Linked DNA regions of Oryzias latipes: region 2 is linked to region 1. Evidence: chromatin contacts called from public Hi-C data. All regions are on one chromosome and are shown on one strand. Each heading gives the region's core, a stretch centred on a gene start, on an enhancer-like site or on the middle of the called end of the contact. The rest is flanking DNA. Distances are from core to core; before and after follow the strand shown. Region 1 holds the start of fam20b (glycosaminoglycan xylosylkinase). Region 2 holds the start of LOC101155342 (centrosomal protein of 290 kDa).

Evidence for each region. A called contact is a pair of places that touch in the nucleus more often than the background predicts.
Region 2: a contact with region 1 is called in a Hi-C map of embryo, with 2.2 times the contacts expected there. The contact joins the promoter of LOC101155342 here to the promoter of fam20b in region 1. A contact is called at or near these places in 2 of 5 Hi-C or Micro-C datasets (embryo and fibroblasts).

What each region holds. Positions count from the first base shown.
Region 1 is chr4:26,414,873-26,421,251 of ASM223467v1, reverse strand. It overlaps fam20b (glycosaminoglycan xylosylkinase), which reads left to right and starts at 2,438. Exons shown (of 11, transcript XR_908696.3): 1 at 2,438-2,625; 2 at 4,257-4,339; 3 at 4,439-4,745; 4 at 4,834-5,081; 5 at 5,163-5,249; 6 at 5,331-5,440. It overlaps ralgps2 (ras-specific guanine nucleotide-releasing factor RalGPS2), which reads left to right. Exons shown (of 22, transcript XM_011474357.3): 22 at 1-1,168.
Region 2 is chr4:26,564,409-26,571,285 of ASM223467v1, reverse strand. It overlaps LOC101155342 (centrosomal protein of 290 kDa), which reads right to left and starts at 3,924. Exons shown (of 12, transcript XM_004068181.4): 1 at 3,769-3,924; 2 at 3,258-3,370; 3 at 2,988-3,030; 4 at 2,691-2,833; 5 at 2,529-2,610; 6 at 1,996-2,167; 7 at 1,822-1,895; 8 at 1,652-1,728; 9 at 1,461-1,561; 10 at 1,305-1,393; 11 at 1,091-1,234; 12 at 1-363. The coding sequence starts at 3,323. The coding sequence ends at 224. mmachc (methylmalonic aciduria and homocystinuria type C protein) reads left to right here and starts at 3,289. Exons shown (of 6, transcript XM_004068182.3): 1 at 3,289-3,400; 2 at 4,882-5,081; 3 at 5,281-5,478; 4 at 5,616-5,768; 5 at 5,845-6,021. The coding sequence starts at 3,322.

The DNA of each region.
Region 1 (6,379 bases), core at 1,189-3,688:
GACAAGCCTGTGTAATGTGAGTGTGCATTTGGGAGCCTGAGCACGCAACTTTTTTTTAAAACTATTTTTATTTTGAAGCAGCGTAACTTAAATCCAATCTGACAATTCTTCAAGGCTGCTGCTCTCACTGCTGTGCAGTGGGCTCCATCAGCTACCCAATCATAGTTGAGATGCTTTTGGGTCAATCTACGACCTCCACAGTGGGGTGTGGAGCAGGGACGTGTGCAGACGGAGGTAGATTCAGAACTGCTGTGACAAAGGAGGGGAAGCGCTTTGGACTGCGTTCCCTGTGGGATGGTAAAGGAGGGCGCTGATGGTTCTGAATCAAAGGTGTGAGCGGACAATAAAGTTCAAGATGGCTGTTTTATCAACTGTTCACCTGTGTTGAACCACAAATGCTGGTAGCTTCATCTCAAAGAATCTGCAGAGATGATGCAGCTGGCAGGGATCAGCTTTTTTTTGGGGGGTTGTTCTCATTAAAACAAACGGCGATGGGATGAAACTGACCTGGACTTCCCAGCTTTCAGTACTTGATCGAAGCAGAGCAACATTGAAGCTACCGGCGTTTGTGCAAACTTGTGTTCTTGTGTATTATGAGTTTCTCTCATTGATTAGCTTCTGTACATCATATACTCAAAAATGTGTGGTTTTTTTTGTAGCCAAATTACAGCCAACCTTTTTGCCCTTTCAATTTGATTTTGTAATCTTTTTTGTTTTTCTTTAAAATGAGGGTGAGCATTTCAAGGGCAATCTTTATTTATCGTTTTATGAAGAAAGTCGATTCCATGCTTTATATTTCTCAGCTTTACTAGATTTCTCCTTTAAATGACAGTGCTCCACAAATGCTCTGTTTGCCTCACTTCTACTGTTTGGTGGAAATCACTTTCCGTGTTCTTGATGTTCACGCCAAAACACTTTTTCAGCTCACACGGAGGGTTCGACCAGAGGAGGCGTGGCGCCTGTGTGCACCAGTTGGGTGTTTTCCACAATCGTCTTTGAGTCAGAGACGTTGAGGGGTACAAATGACCTCCACCTGGCTTTGTGTGCGTCTGCTTCTCTGTGTCATGACTGCGGCCGGCGCTGTGACCTCACTTGTGAGTGATGTGCTGGCAAGTGTGAAGTCTGAACCAATAAACACTCTGCCCTTCTCTTTTTTTTTTTTACTCCACATTTCTGCATTCTGTGTGTCAGAAGGTTGTGTGTGTGATGTTGGTTTATTGGCCTAATAGCTTTACTATTATTATAATATGTTTACTTGATGAAAATGGACACAAATATCCAAAAATAGTGTCAAATTCTGAATTCAGTTGTAGTTTCTGAATAAATTGTTTAAAATCTAGAACATGGATTCAGGAAAACATGCTCTCATAAAAAGGGGACAGGAAGTTCAAAATATTTCTAATGAGCAGCACAAAATTGAAGTACAGTACATCCAGTCTAACAGACATTTTACTAAAACAAATCAGAGAATAAAACAGTTTGACAAAGACTGATACCAGAAAAATCAACCAGACTTGAAACACTAAAGTTAATTTAAAAAAATGCTTAAACGTAAAACTTACTAATTTTGTTTACTTAAGCTTTACAATATTACAAACACTTGTTTTAGTCATTTGTATTTTGGAAGTCTAATGCATCAGGATTGTGTTTTGTATTATGTAAAACTCTATAATAATAGTACCTTGGGTTTAAAAAAAAAAGTAATAAATGTAAATACTTTAAAAAATGTTATATTTTTAAATCTGCTTCGCTAAAATTATTTAACAAGGGGGAGACTTTTACTAACCTTGTTCTGTTATGTATATTATATTTTTGCCAAAATTATGATTAGTGATATTATAAAGGTTCTTTGGAATGGAAAATGTAGTCATTAAAGATAAATGTTTAGATGATGTCATTTTATTTTCCTAAACATTCTGTTTGTGGATATTTTTCAAAGATAAGATGTTTTGATGATTTCTCCATCTGATTTACAGAAAGAGAAACATTAGAGAACATTGACAACACTGACAAATGGGGGGAAAAATAAATACTGTATAATATCTGTGCAGGAAAACCAAGTTAAAGTTTCATATCCCTACACAACATAAGGAGAATGAACAGGGAAGGGGGTGGGTAAAATAGTACAGTAGATTATAAATAAAATTAAGATTTCAGAGCATATTCAGTGTATTATCACTTATTTAAATTATATTTTTCAAATACATTCCAAGTTCTTTGCATTTTTTAGAGGTTTGCTGTGTTTTTTTAATTTCACAAATGAAAAGAGGTAATCAAGGTTTATATCTAGGTATATTTGCATTTATGCATATGGAATTAGGCTAAAAAGAAAAATAAATTTCTCAAAAACATCAACTTGGATCCAAGTTGAAGTCACGAAGCGAGAACCTCTCATGGGGTGTTTTCATGGCAGTGAAACACTGCCCCCTGCTGGAGCGGAGGCGGAGATGCACCTGGGTACGGTAGCTGTTCAAGCGAAAGGGCGGAGGAAAGGAAAGGGGTCCACCGAGTGGACTGAAAATGACAGTGTGACTTAGCATCCGTTCCTCTTTCAGTTTCGTAATGCATGACTTTACTGAAAACTAGTCTACGTTGACGTGTGGCCAGAAACGAATGGCTGAAAAGGTAAGCCATCCGGGTGGGCACCCACACAGACCAGTGAGTGTGCAGCTAGCGCGCTGTTCCAGCTAATAGAGTAAGGTGTACAGCTAAGCAGTTAGCTTAAGACTTAGAGTGCCGATAGGAGAAATTACGTATGTTTACCTGTGGCATTTAAAGGTTTCCAGTGCTTTCATTTTTTTTATTTTTTGGTTGCGGTCAAAGCAGGCCAGTCCGGGTTTTTTCCCCCCCTCCCGTCAATCAGTGTATGAAAGACTGATTGTCACGGGCTGCCTGCGTGGCTAAATCCGGGTCGGAACGAATTAGCCGTATTTGTGATGTTTTAGCTTTACATGTTTGGCCCCATTTGGCTTAATTATCTCATGTTATCTAATCTCGTCCGGTAACTGTTTGATAAAGTCTGTCCTCTCATTGATTTTACTAGTTTTATCGGTTGCTAATAAATATTTTAACGCCGGTTCTGACTAGTTTTCGACATAAACACTGGTTTATTCTATTGCGGCGTTTCCGCTTATCTATGATGACCGGACAGATCAGATCAGATCAGATCAGATCGATAGCGCTCAGTGAGGCACCGTGAGGTCAGGAACACTTTAAAACTGTGGGGGTTTCCGGGGAAAACGACCGGTTTAAAGACCGGAAACTTACAGCTAAAACCCGGAGTTTTTATGAGGGAACACCTCGAATATAGAAATAAATGTTTTTTTGTTTTCCCCTCACTTTTTTTGTTTAGTTCGAGTTTGCGTCTTTAATCCTGAGTAAATGGTAAAAAAAAAAAAAAAAAAAAGTTGGTCACATTTAATATATTTCATCTGTTTCAGACTAAACTGATGAGTAAATAATCCTCCAAGATGCTTACATGAAGCCCAGATTACCTTTAGGACTGGTTGTTATGCAGAATTTGCACATTTTCCAGATCCAAAATCAACATTTTTGAAAATCATACTTCTTGTATGAAATGTTAAGGTTTCATACATTGTGCAATGTTGCATTTAAATACTAGTGTTCTGCTTTGTTTGGAAGTGTTTGACAGCACAGGAAGTGGCTTTTTTGTGCAGGTTTCTAAAAAAAAGTCAGTGTTTCTGGATCTCAATGCACTTTCTTTACAGATTTCTTTTTTATTTTGTCTTTTTGCATAATCACTTTAAATGAGTAAGTTGTTACATTTATTTTAATGTAACACAAAGGCAATAATGCAGAATGCACTTTTTAAAAAAATGTTAAATCTCTTTCTTTTTGGATTTTATTTTTAAATTGGTGCATAATCAGTTCCTGTCCTTCTGGCTGTAAAACAAGGTGCAGGCCTCTCGTGGCTTGGATAATGTCGGCGTTCGTGGTTCAAAAGAAAAAACCTCCACCTATGTAAGAGTTTCTGACTAAAATAATCTCAAAAGATAATCTGTAACCAAAACTTTTTCAATATTTTTGAAGACTTTCAGAAAAATATTCTGTGTATATTTTCAAACTTGACATTTTTCATTTTTTAATGCATGTAAAGTGAAAACCTTTTGTAGAAATCGTCCAACATGGTTGGATTATTTCTAGGTCTGCAAAGCTCCACTAGCTTCTATTTCTGCCTTTTTCTATTAATATAAAGGGAAAAAAAGTGTGTAAACCAGTTTTCCCTCCTTCTGTAGATACATTGGGGTTTGTTGGCCATGATACATGTCATCTGCTGCTAGGTCACCCTCTGCCTTTGGCCGACGTCCAAACCCATCAGGTCAATCAATCATCTTTCCCCAAACATCCAATTGACTGTCCTGTGTTCTACCAAACGACTCCAGGCTTTATCTCCTTTTGTCGTTTTGTAACCCTGCAGGTGGCGCTGTGTTTACCCTGATTGCTGAACACTGTACACCTTCAGGGGGTCACACATTAAAGGGCCGGTGGGGTTGTTGGAGGTCGTGCATTGCGATGCAGCAGGGGTGAAGGGGCTTGGCTGCGGGGGACGGACACACACACGGACGAGGAGGGGATAGGGGCCGGTCAGTGTGGAGATGAAGCTCAAACAGCGCATGGTGGTGCTGTGTGCTGTGCTGCTCCTGCTGGGCCTGGCCAAGATCTTCCTGCTGGATGGTGGTGAAGGATCTGCAGCCAGCCGGCGGGATGTCCGAGCATTTCGTAAGGTCAGCATCGTGCAAGTGCAGCAGCGCTACAAGGATGCGATTCTGTATACAGTGACGGATTTAAGTAAACATTGTTGTCACTGAACAGATGGAAGCCAGCCTCTCTCTTCCTCGTGGTGCTCGCCTCACCCACACCCTTCAGTCTCCATGGGAGATTGCCAGCCAGTGGGTGGGGCCCAGGGAGGTGTACCCGGAGGAGACCCCCGAGCTGGCTGCTGTGCTCACCGCCATGAGCACGGCGAGAATAGAGCGTGCAGACGTGGGCTATAAGGGCACGCAGCTGAAAGCCTTGTTGGTCCTGGATGGAGGACAGAAAGTAGTCTTCAAACCCAAAAGGTGGGACTTTAAAATAAAGAAATAAATATGACAAACAGGGATTTGATGCCCCAAAATGTTTTTTTTTCCTGTTTTCTTCAGGTACAACCGAGACCACATAGTGGAAGGTGAACCATATGCAGGTTATGATCGACACAACGCGGAAGTGGTCGCTTTTCACCTGGACAGGTGGGTCCCATGACTCCTCCTTAAACTTAACTCGACGTCGACACGCAGCTGATGTCGACGGGCCTCTCTGCTCCTCCCCAGGATCCTGGGATTCAGGAGAGCGCCTCTGGTTGTAGGGCGACACGTCAACCTGCGAACAGAGATCAAACCTGTGGCCACTGACCAGCTGCTAAGCACGTTTCTCACACAGGGTGAGTATCTGCCCACCTCTTCATCTTCACTCACTAAAATAAACTTCTGAAAAGGAAATGCTCTCTTTGTCCTTAACAAGAGGACCCCAATTTCCTCTTAATTACTTCTTTTTAAAGCAACCTTTCTTCCTTTTTTATCTGAGGAAACTAAAGGGTGTTTGGTTTGACACACCTTCATCCCCATTCAGCTAAAGATGAGTTCATAAAGCATCATTAAAACCCTCTGAGGTGATCATTAGCTTCCCTGAGCTCGTCTCTCTGTCATAGCAAGTATGTCGAGGTAAACAAATGACTGCAGGTGGCGGACCCTTTCACACGGTATCCCTTCCTCTTCTACCACATTCATTAAAGGGGAACTCCGCTAATTTACCACATAAAGATCAGCTTGTCCGTCATAGAGACTGAACCTTTGAACATTTCTCTGTGGCTGTTGGTGGATTTTATCTGAGGGAATACATTACCCAGGGGGGGGAGGATTGGAAACATTCTAATCATTTTACCAATTCAGAAAAACCATTAAAAACTGCAGAGTTTAAACATTTTACAAATATTCAGAATGAATGTTGAAAAGTCAAAAATGAAAACATTCCTGGCAAATAGAACATTTTAAGATAAAAAATTTTTTTGATAGACATCAAAAGGTATATTTCTTTATTTAAAAAAATAAAGAAAATGGAGTGTATTATCTTTATTATCATGTGAGGACAGAATAACCTTTAAATAAAGAAGAAAAAAGTGGTACACACACCTAGGTGTGCATTTGACCCATCCCCTGGGGGAGCGGTGAGCTGCAGACGAGCCGCGCCCGGGAGGCAGTAGCGTTAACGGTCACTGGGTGATGTGAATTACTCGCCATTGATATGGTAATTGCCCCCAGTACCATTGTTTATTCCCCTCTGGGAATTAAACCCTGGATTCCTGCGTGGTAGCCTTCTACCT
Region 2 (6,877 bases), core at 2,675-5,174, 150 kb before region 1:
ATCGACACATGGGCGGGCAAGGCGGGAATCAAACCTGTGTTATTCCAATCAAAGGTCGACCACTCAACCTTGGCACCATGGTTGTTTGATTTTCCTACCTTATCTCTAGAGTTCCACATCAAGCTGCCCATAAAACAAAAAAATAACTTTAAAAGTCCCCTGATATGTCAGGTGCTCATTTAGCAAAAACAAATCTGTTTATAGAGTTAACTGCACTCTGGGGTCAGAGGTCATTGAGACCAAGGTCAGATCCTAAATCCAGGTCAACGCTGTCATCTTGAAGATCATCGCCACCGTCGGAGCTTTCCAGATCTGACCCTGGACCAACAATGTCAGGTGGTCTGGACTCTTGGTCTGTGGTCTCTGGCAAACATGAAGGGAAGCAGTTGGTTGTGCTGTCTTGTGGGATACAGTGTAGGAAATTCAAAGGTTTTCCCATAACGACTGCATGCTATTATCCAAGTGACCGTGTAAGTGTGTGTGTGTGAATGCAGTATTTAATGATTCAGGCTTCATGGGCCTGGAAACACTTAGAAGAGATTTGATCTTTGCCGGGAACCTTCTGTTCCTGCTAATCTTATGAATGAGCCGCTTACTCTTAAACATTTGTAGACCAGCGAGACAGTTAAGATGAAATAACAGCTATTTTTTTACAGATGGAAACAAGGCGAGAGGAGGGTCACCTGCTCCTGGGATGCTTTGCCGTTTGTGATTTTTTACGTTAATCATATCGTTTTTTTCAGACCACTATCAAACATGTATCGGATCAGGAATAAATCTTACAACCAGGAAACTGATGGCTTAATTTGGAACTTTGGGGGGGGGGACTAGTCTGCATCTTCTCACTAAAAAGAAAGAAAAAAACCCCGCTGTGGTTTCAGAGGGAGCAGTTATTTGGATCCAGTTCTTGAACAGATGCAGTAACTTCAGCTGGTTGCTCAGCAACCCGTCAAGTCTCCAAAACAGATGTTTTGTCCTTTAACTGCGTTCAAAAGACCAAAGTCTCATTCCCCAAATGGTGGTGTGCAAGTATAAATAAAGGTTTTAATATTGAAGAAAAGGCTATTCTAATGAAGAAACACGTTCCTACCAGGGATTTTGTCATCGAGCCATGATAGATCATCTGAGCTGATCTCAGCGAGGCTCGGTGTTGGACTGAATTCTTCTGAGTCGGACTCCGGAGCGTCGGTCCTGACAACTCGGCTCTGGCTGTGAGGGACTGGCGGCGGTAAAACTACATTGGAGCAGAAACTATGGTAACAGATATGGTGTGGATGAAGAGTCAGACGAGAAAAAGAGCTTACTTGATCCGTGTCCCGACAGCAAAGGGGTCGGCTTGTGAACTCCGAGTTTCAGAGTTCTAACCTCATCTTTCAGTTCCGACACAGCTTCTCTGTTTCAAAGCAAGAAGTATAAGTTAACCCACCTAAATACAAAAACGAGGATTTTTAAATGCAGACCTTATCTGATCGATGTCTCGCTGAATGTGAGAATACTGAGAAACGGTCCTCATCAAATCAGCGCTACGAGTTCTGTAAGAGTCTGTCAGCTCCTCCAGCAGCTGTTAAAAGCCAAAACAGAAAGAGTGAAAATAAATGACAGAAACAGTCTAAAACGTAAATTAAAAGTGAATGGAGCGACATTCATGTACCTTGCAGCTGCTGTCATATTGCCTCCTGGTCTCCCTGGCTTCTGATTTTTGCAGGAGCGCGCCGTCCTCCTGCCTCCCTTCCAAGAGGAAAAGACAGATGAAAGTTGTGGAGCCCCAACATGTCCCGTCTCGCCCAGTCAATGAACAGGATGAGAGTTTCTATGACTCACTTAGCCTCGCTTTCAGCTGGTCCACCTCTCTGCGCACGTGTTCCAGGTCCTCCTGACGAAGCTTTGCACCGAGACTGGGAGACCAAAACAAAAAGTGGAGAACAGCTCAATTTCTATGATCTGTCCGAGTCATATTTCAACCAGTTTAGTCTGCAGGCCCAGAGGTAAACACACTTTTCCTCCAGGGTGCCTAGAGATGCAGCTCTAGCGACCCGTTCCCGCAGACGACCCAGCTCACCGCCAACCTCTCTCCTCCACTGCTCCATCCTTCGCTCAAGTGCTGGCCCTTCTTCTGTTCTCAGGAGGTCCCTGTTTTTCAACTTTTCACGCAGGCAGCAGACTTCCTCTACAAAGAAAGTAGGAGTCTTCCCTCATTATTTAAATAAAATTCTAAAGCTTTCCCATAAATACAAGTCCTCAGTTAATTACGGTATATGATTCTTTATAAATAAGAGGCCCATACTTTTGGGACATGGTAATAAAACCTTAAGCAAAAGCAGGTTACTATGTATCAAAAATAGAGTGGCAATGTAGTTCAGATCAAATGTCACACTTTCAGATGTCTGGCAAAGTGTTGTCATTATTTTTTAGTTATACTTGTATTCAAATACCTACATAAACTTCTTAATTTTGGTGAAAATGGCTAAAAATAAAATCAGAGACTCAATATAAACTAAAGAAAGTGTTCAGATTCAGTTATACCAGACCTTGGAGAGCCTGAATGTGATGCTGCTGACACTGCTTCTCCATTTCTAAGCGGTGGAGTTTCTGGGTTAGCGATTCAATTTCCTTAAAGGAGAAAGCGGGAAAATACTTTTTTTTAAATGCTCGTCACTCATAATTTAAAACTGTTTGAGAAGGGAACACACTTGGCTTTGCATCTGGAATTGTGACTTGATAAAAGCCAAGTCTGCCCACTCTACACTGAGACTGAGGGCTGGAGAGGGCTGATGTTGAGACACAGCGGCGATGGCTGGAATGTTAGGAGCACAGTCCTTCACAGGAAACAAGTCTGGCGATGAAATAGAGCAAATGCTGTATGAAATTAAAAGAAGAAAAAAAAACTATTTGACTATAGCATGACATTGGAAAACAACGGGTAAATTCAGTTGGGAGTAATTTCCCCTTTGAGTCACATTCAGAAAAAGAAAAACGAGTTTACTCACCTTCTGCAGCCTTAGAAAATTTCCCAGGGGAGGTCAGTCTCTCCTGCAGACACACATTTGTATCATTTATTTAAAAAAAAAGTATAATCAAGACATATTAGGTCAAATAAAATAAAAACAAGTAAAACTTAATAGCTCATTACTGCCATCTATAGGCCATTGTGATAAATACAGTCTGCAGATGTTCCATCTATGGTTGCAGCTGAAGCAAACGCTGCTCTGCTTTTCTCTGTGAATGCTTTTTTGGATCATCAGACTCTGGTACTCAACTCTCATCTTTGCAACGCTGCCATCTGCCGCGGACAGGATGGCGCTCAGCTGATGGTCCCAGTTCATGGCACAGCTGCAGAAGGGTCTGCAGAAGTCATCCGGGGTGTCCAACTCTAACAAGACAAGTGATTTCAGACAGATGGGTAAGGCTCCCACAGTCACCTCGGTGTTTTTGTGGTTGGGTCACTAAATGAGGATTAGACCTAAATAGGTATATGGGCGTTTTAGCGCATCGGGACAAAAGATGGATCGCTAAACAAACAAGTCTGACCGTATATCATTCAGTTCTGTCGATTTTTTTTAAACAGTCAAATACAGACACCTTTCTTTTTTCAAGTTCGCTTTTTTTCCCCCTTTGAACCGGCGCTAGACTTCTACCGATTCTTGCGTACACGAAAAAAACAAACAACAGTATAATAAACAGTGCTTTAGGAGGATTTAAAACATCTTATATTTCACCAATTCGTTATTATGATTATGCACAAAGTAACTAATTAAAGACATACATTACCTTAATGTGGTTAAAACATTGGGTTTCTAGACAATTTCTATTCCGAACGAGAAAAATGTTATTTACACACCCAGATCAGCCGTAAGTACGGAAGATAGCTAGCTAAATAGGCTACACACAAACCGTTACGACTCCAGTTTTAAATCCTGGAGCTTCGTAAAAGCTACGTGATTGCGTAACACGTAGAGACAAAGGGCTTCTGGGTATTGTAGTATTAGTCTTTAATAATAGCTTTTGAAAGCAATTTTATTTATTCATAGATAGATAGATAGATAGATAGATAGATAGATAGATAGATAGATAGATAGATAGATAGATAGATAGATAGATAGATAGATAGATAGATAGATAGATGGATGGATGGATGGATGGATGGATGGATGGATGGATGGATGGATGGATGGATGGATGGATGGATGGATGGATGGATGGATGGATGGATGGATGGATAGATAGATAGATAGATAGATAGATAGATAGATAGATAGATAGATAGATAGATAGATAGATAGATAGATAGATAGATAGATAGATAGATAGTTGCCATATTTGTCAACCAAACCTAATTAATTGCATTTTTTCTTGGGTTTTGGTTTCTTTAATTAAACAATTCCTCAAGTAAGCTGCTCTTACATGGGCACTGTCATATAGCTGTTATTTAGGTTTCACATTTTGGTTTGAAAAAATGTCTTTGAATAAAAGCCTATTAAGTATGTTAAGGCCACCATTCTTAACAAATCATCATGGGGATGCTGGCTTCATCTCACCGACTAAAGGTCAAAAAGGGAAGTTTTTACATTTTTTCTTAGAATGATATCAAAGCATAGTGATGTTTGTATACTATGCCAGATTAAACAGTGCCACTAATAGACACATTTAATTTAAAAAAATAATTGAGTTGAGGTCATTAAAAAATCGACCTCAGGATAAGCAAAATAAATTGATGGATAAAAATAAAAAAGCATATATTTCACACATTAATAAATACATTAAAATCTACCTTAATACCAGATAGTCAAAGCAAGTTATTGTTTAAATAATTGGACACTTTATGACACATTTATTTATTTAATTCCAATTTAACTGATTTGAATTTGTCACCTTTGGTTGCAGTGTCCTCCAGAACAGCAGGCGGCGCTAACACTGACAGGTCACTGACATCTAAAATCCCAAAGGGCGAAAAGAAGAAGAACGGCGCACTTAAACAAGGACGTAGACCCGCCGCGATGACAGAGGCATTGAATGCGGACAAAGTTAAATGGTCACTGGACAGTTGTCTGACCAAATTAGGATTCGAAGTTTACCCTTTAAAGGTAACAATCCATCTGGGGTTTTTTATGTCGGTGGGGAAAAAAATGTTCCAGCTATGTTGGGAAGTTGAAAAAAGCTCAACACTCCAGAACAGATACCATGATTGATTCCCCTTGATTAAGTCCTGAAATTAGTTACAAGTGCAACATAAACTATGGACGCACGTGCTTGTCCATCATATTTTCTTGTTTCTCTGTACAGGTTGGTTGGTATAACGCTCTGCTCCCTCCTTCCCTGCACCTGGATTACCCAGACGCCACCTTGGCTGTTGTAGTTCTCAGCACTCCTGACATGTTTGAACGAGCCTTCCTGCCCTTCTTGGAGAACAGGCTCTTCCAGAGGCTGTCTGACCCCGTGGACCAGTGTGTCAAACACTACATCACCTGTGCCATCTCCCAGGTATGAGTGAAGTGAATAATAAAAAAAAAACACTGATATTTATGTAGATGAGGCTGTTTATCGAATTCCAAGACACACCATCATGTGCAAACAGTGAGACACTTTTCTACCCCTGCACTGTTCTCCTCTCATCACAGACTTTCCCATCACAAAGGGTTGATGTCAGGTATGACTATGAGCTGCTACCCAGTCGGAAGCCCAAGTTCTTAGCCCAGACCGCTGCTCATGTATCTGGAGCTGCGTTCTACTACCAACAGTCGGATGTCAAAGATCAACCCTGGGGTGACAAGGTGACCCCATTCATTTTGTTCGTCCAAAAGACTTTCCCTTTTATCACTAACCTTTGCGCGATGTGTTTTCCTGCAGAAAATGTTTGGAGTGTGTGTGCATCCTAGGTTGGGTGGATGGTTTGCCATCAGAGCCCTGCTGGTGTTTGAAGATTTGACGATCGGCTCTGAGATGGTGCAGCAGTTTCCCAAGGACTGCGTCCCGTCAAGAGAGGAAAGGATCCGGTTGCTGGAGGCTTTCAATTTTTGCTGGCAGGTACATCCACAAAGCTTTTTTTATTCCCGTGGCTCTGAAAGCTGCAACACACCAGCAAACAAACACTCTTTAAAATTTAAAACAGACTATTTCTTTTATTTATTTATTTTTATGGAGAATGTGTGAGCATAGTTAATGTTTTTTTTAATTTCTTTTAGAGTAGAAATCCTCCAAACTATTTTAGGCCATGGACAGGTTTAATGCTTAATTTAGCTTAACTGTCCATATTTTGTGGAAAAACTCCTGGTTTTGTCTGTAAATAGCTGCTTATTTTGTTCTATGAAGTCAAAGATTTATTTGTTTCCTCAATGGTTCCTTTTACTTCAAAGAAACTTTCCAAATATGTAATTTTTTTTAATTGAACTTTTTTAGCTTTGGGCTTTTGGGGGTCAGAGGAAACCCCTTTAGGAAGGTAGTGGTTGTATTTAAGATATGAGGCCCACAAGAACGACTTGAGTGACTTGTAGACTGATGAGGTCTAAAACTTCCTACAGAATCGGAAAAGAAACGAAAATAGAAATGATGGAGATAATGTAAGTTATTTCTATAGATATATTTCTTTTTAACTGAGTAGGCAATGGACCTTTACTAGCCTGACCATTCAGCTGTTTGTTGGTGTTTGAGGTTAGGTTAAAAATACGTGAAATGTAATAAATTAAGCTACAAAAACTGAAGTGAAAGGAAAGGTAACATGAGGAAAACGGCTAAAGTTTCTTACCATAAATGTAAAAGCTTTTTCATGATTTCTATCCTATTAGAAATCATATATATATATATATATATATATATATATATATATATATATATATATATATATATATATATATATATATATATATATATATATATATATATA